Linked DNA regions of Sus scrofa: region 2 is linked to region 1. Evidence: chromatin contacts called from public promoter capture Hi-C data. All regions are on one chromosome and are shown on one strand. The core of a region is the stretch at or near the end of the contact, and the rest is flanking DNA. Distances in the headings are between cores, read along the strand shown.

Region 1 (2,510 bases), core at 4-2,503:
TCTTCCTTGTGGAGTTTCCTTTTTCATTTGGTTTAATGAGAATAGAGTGTCTAAGGGAGTGATTTGAAATTTACTTGGGATGGATTTAGTGTTGAGGTTTTTAAGGAAAAATTAGCAGAGGCCAGCTAGCATTGTGCTGCACATTTCCAGGTGGCCAGTGATTTGTTAAAATACCTTGCCCAGGAATATGACTGATGAAAGGGCACATTTAGGTCAATATAAAATAATAGCTAACATTTCCTGGGAACTTACTATTGCCAGGCACTGTTCTAAGTATTTCAGCGTGTACTGTCAAAAAAACCCGGTGGGGTGGGCTTCCTTTTACCAATGAATAAACTGAGGCCCAGAGAAATGAATTAATTTGCTGAGATCAGATTAAGACTGCTTAAGATCAAACAGCCAAGACAAGCAGCATTTTGAGGCCAGAGCTAGCACTCCTAAAAACTAACACTTCGCTGTGAAACACAAAGTCAGGGGAAGGCTTCAGTGCTTAGACTCTTCCCTCGGAGCCTTTTGACTACACACAATTTTAACATGTTTTCCAAGCTCAAGAAGCTCACTAAAAGCAACTAAAACTGAGGTGACCCCTTGTCATTTGGAGTTGACAAGCCATTGCCTTATGACCCTCCTGGCACTTATTTAAAATTTAACTCAGATTACCTTATGCAAGGAGCTCTATAATTATCCTACAACCAGGGGTACTAAATCATCACCACCTAAGCTCCATGCTTCAGGACCATAGTGGAAGAAGTCCTTGTCTCACTGGGGGCGATTGTGTCGTCCTGTTTGCCTCGGCTAGGTGGCCCAATGGCAGGTGTTTTTGAGCTTTGTGTCACCTTGGCACGGTGCAGGCGCGTAACAGGTGCGCGGCCCAGGCACCCAGCGGTCGAGTTTCGCTAATGTCCAGATAAGCAAGCTACAGCCAATCGGCGGGCTTAGGAACCTGTTAAGTAAACTCCCTAGAATTGTGTAAGGCGAGGAACATGTTTAATTCAAGGCCTGTGCCTTAAACACGGTCTACATTTCTACAATTAAAAAAAAAAAAAAAAAGGGACTTCGGGAGAGTCGAATCTGAGTCAGCTGGTGAGGACTCAGTTTGGGGGAACAGAGAAGGGCGGTAAGAGTTTCAGGTACAGCCTATCTGGGCAAGTAGATACACGTCTGCTGATACCTAGGGCTGGGGCGGGGCCGATAAGCCCCGGAAACTAGAACGCCCCGCCTGGGGGGGCGGGGGCGGGGTTCCAGGCACTGCCGGCCTGGGCCACGCCCCACGACGGCGCCGTTGCCCCAGGCGCTCCCAGGCTTCTGCGCCTGCGCATGGCCGTGCGCCCCACCCCTTGCCCCGTGGCCCACGGGTCCCGATGCCGATATGGTGCTGTCCGAGCTGGCCGCGCGCCTGAACTGCACCGAGTACAAGAACTGGGTGAAGGCAGGCCACTGCCTGCTGCTGCTACGCGGCTGCCTGCAGGGCTTCGTCAGCCGCGAGGTGCACGCCTTCCACCGCGGCCTGCTCGCCGCCGCCCCCGGCCTGGGCCCCCACGCCACCTGCCGCAGCGTCTCGCGGTGCAGCCCGCGTGCCCGCCAGGTGAGCATCTGGTCCCGGGCCTTGACCACGGTCCCTCTTCCCGTTCCCTTCTCCGGGCGCAGTGTCCCTTGCCTTCCTCGGGGCGGGGCCGACCGCAGTGCATGAGGCTCAGATGCCCAGATGCCCCTCCCTCCCGGGTCCCTCCTCATCTCCGACCCCTATAGTTTCAGCCTCAGTGTCAGGTGTGCGCAGAGTGGAAACGGGAAATTTTGAAACATCACACCAACAGAAATGGAGATGTCCACTGGGGAAACTGCCGGCCGGGCCGCTGGCCGGTCGACGCCTGGGAGGTGGCCAAGGTAAGCTTCTGCGGTTGGGAGGGAAGGAGGAGTTGGCGCACCAGGTAGGGGTTACCTGGAGCCCAGGGCGTCTGTCGGGTCTATGTGGAAGCTGGGGTCCCATGTACAGATGCAGACACAGAGATTTGGGTTTTTGATCAAGGGTCTAGTGTCTGGGCGGTTCCGGGCTGTTATATTGGACCCAACGCATCTTAGTGAAAAATTTCAGCAAGAGACGCTGGGGCAAGATGTAGAGCGAGCATCGTGGGCACAGGCACAGAGGTAGAAGCAGGCAAGGCGTTTTTGAGGGTAACCCCCTGAAGAGCTCATTTTGTCTGTAGGTTGCTGAGAGGATGGCAAAATGAGTCAGGGGAAGTTAAAGCTAAAATAGAAAGAACCTTAAGTGCCTAGCTAGCTAAGGAATAAAATCTGGGGGAGGCAGGGGTATGGTAGGCAGCCAGATGAAAAGGGGCTTTTGGGTCTGTTGTCAGATCTTGGTGAAGTGACTTACTAGCCAGGCTGATGGAAGAATTTTTTTGACTCTTTGATAATTGCCAGAAGCCCAGTAGGGGGTGAGGAGGGGCAGTCAAAGTAGCCTCCTAACACAAATTTACTTTTGGAGTCAGTCTACTTGCTGGTTCCAGCAG
Region 2 (2,510 bases), core at 7-2,506, 73 kb before region 1:
GTGTTTGTTCCCTGAGATAGCAGCATAGGGATGGATCCTACAGAGGGTATCTGCCTTCCAGCAACTGCAGCTGTGGGGGCTGTAAGTAAGCCTTATGCCTTTTGATGAGTAGATGATGGTATTGTGTGTGCAAATGTGCTTTAGGATCACAAAAGAGGGAGCAAGTGATTAGTTACTGATTAAGTGATTAACTGCTCCAAAGGTTACACCCTCAGAAGACAGGTAAATGGTCTTCAAGAATGACTAAGAATTACACAAGTGGACAAGAATGAGAGTATTTTAACTTTAGGGAACAGCAAGTGCGTCTCTTACACCTAAGAGTTACAGATAAGAATCTGCAAAAAGATGTTTGAAAACGGTCACAGCAATTGACCCTTTTAAGCGGTTGTCGCTTCCTAGGTTAAAATCACCTAGGGAGCTTTTGAAAAATCCTGAAGCCCAGACCAATTAAAGCTGAATCTATGTGGTTGGCAGAAATATCTTTTAAAGTCACCCAAACCAGCACCTTCTTCCCGCCCCCGCCATGATTCCAATGTGCGGGCAGGGTTGAGAATAACCGCTTTAGAGCAGGAAGCAAAATTAAGCGTGGATTTTGAGGCGGCGGCGGAGGGAGGGTGGGAGGGAGTGGCGGCAGGGCATAGAAGATGAACTGAAAACCCTTGGAAGGCAGGGCGGCTTCTTGAAGAGAAAGGACAAGAACCAAGTGAGAATCAGCGGTAGAGGATTTAAGGGCTGTTTGTGGTAGAACTGCCAGGATTTGGGGGGCCGGTAACTAGCTGAACATATATCCAACTTGATTAAAGTGAAGTTATCCCGCCAGCGGCCCCGTTGCTAGCCCCAATCATATTTTTTCGCCTCTTTTCCCACAGCTTAAAAAAAAACCCAACAATGACGGACACGTCTTCTATCCCACGAAAGGCGCATGGGCAGACTGTGGGAGGTGCAAAGATCTGAGAAGTCACCAGCGCGCAGCCGCAACCATTTCTTCGAAATTCCAGAACCACAAGTCCGGAACATTTGGGGTCGCGTAGCCTCCCCGGCCGGGTTGCACCCACCAGGGAAGCGCTAATCGACACCTAAGCGCAAACGGGAGCCTTTTAAATCCCGGAGAGCGGCGAGAGCAAGGGCGGGGCAACCGCTGACGTTCGCGGTGACGTCACCGGTTCCGCCCTCACACTCACTTCCGGCAGCGGGCGGCCCCCGCTTCCGCTTTTCCTGCCCGCGCGCCGGCCCCGCCCCACTCCCACGCGCCCCCAGCGTCCCGGCGCCCGACAGCCCGGAGAAAAGGCGCAGGTTGCTGTCGGAAGTCCCCCTTTGGTTCCCCTTCCGTTCTGCCTAACGACTTCCGCTTTGGGCCGTCAACATGGACGCTGCGGCTGCCTGGCGGAGCAGCCTCTGATCGGTCGCGGGGGTGCAGCCTCTCTGCTGCGGCCACCTGGCTTCCCCGCCCTCCCCGCTTCCCCCCGCCCCTCGCTCCCGTCCCTGGAGCCGGCGGGCTCGTCGCTACATGGGGGCGGGCCTCTGCGGCCGCAGCACGGCTTCCTGTTCAGAGGCGGCCCCGCTGTAGGCGGCGGCGAATCCGCCCGCGACCACTTAGGCGCGGTGACCGAGTGCCCGTGAGGGAGGCTCGCGGGCCGCATTTTGTGCCCTGCGCCAAGCCCGGCCCTGCGCCGCCATGGCCCCAGTGCAGCTGGAGAACCACCAGCTGGTCCCGCCCGGAGGCGGCGGCGGGGGCAGCGGCGGCCCCGCGTCAGCCCCGGCGCCTCCTCCTCCCGGAGCCGCCGTGGCGGCGGCCGCTGCGGCCGCGGCTAGCCCTGGCTACCGGCTGAGCACCCTCATCGAATTTCTGCTGCACCGGGCCTACTCGGAGCTCATGGTGCTGACGGACCTGTAAGTGCCGCGAAATCCATGCCTGCTCCCCAGCCCCCCCCTTCCCGCCCAATGGCCTGAGAGAGGTTCGAACCTCCTTCCCTCCAAGAGGTTGCTGCTTTCTCTTCTTCGCTAGGCTGCTTAGTCTAGAATTTCTGAACTCATGGGCTTCAAAGGAGGTGGAGGAGAGGCTTTGCATTTGGAAGTCTTTCTGGAGATGAAGCAACGGAGACTTGTTAATTATGCACGTTGTTAGATTTTCCTTGAAAAGCCCTTCTTTGGGAGGTTTGCTCATTTGCCAGCTGAGCCCTATTGATTTCTTGGCTGGAGGCTTTTTAACCCAGGCCCCAAGTTTAGGGTTTAGGAGTACATAGTATTCGAGCTTAAAAAAAGAAAAGAAAAGGAAAAAATCCCAAAGATGGGAAACTGTTTTACAACCTCCTCTTACAGTACATTTTAAATGTAGGTTGTAATTGCTTCTGACAAAGTTTGAACTCAGGAGATGTGTATAAAATAATACAAAATTTGGGGTTCCAAGTTTGTTTTTCTGGAACATTTAAAACTGAAGTCTTCACGCATGAAGTGTAAGTAGAGATTTTTTAAGACTGGCCTGCTGTTATTGTCTCTTGGGGTATGAAGGG

Evidence for each region. Promoter capture Hi-C pulls out the DNA fragments that hold promoters and counts their contacts.
Region 2: a contact with region 1 is called in a promoter capture Hi-C map of fetal liver, with 2.2 times the contacts expected there. The contact joins the promoter of MED14 here to the promoter of CXHXorf38 in region 1. A contact is called at or near these places in 2 of 5 promoter capture datasets (fetal liver and liver), 6 of 47 Hi-C or Micro-C datasets (fetal liver, heart right ventricle, liver and 2 more) and 2 of 2 datasets of contacts at active chromatin or transcription factors (alveolar macrophages and skeletal muscle).

What each region holds. Positions count from the first base shown.
Region 1 is chrX:36,350,646-36,353,155 of Sscrofa11.1, reverse strand. CXHXorf38 reads left to right here and starts at 1,253. Exons shown (of 7, transcript XM_003135023.4): 1 at 1,253-1,585; 2 at 1,750-1,884. The coding sequence starts at 1,370.
Region 2 is chrX:36,423,583-36,426,092 of Sscrofa11.1, reverse strand. MED14 (mediator of RNA polymerase II transcription subunit 14) reads left to right here and starts at 1,256. Exons shown (of 30, transcript XM_021080844.1): 1 at 1,256-1,890. The coding sequence starts at 1,676.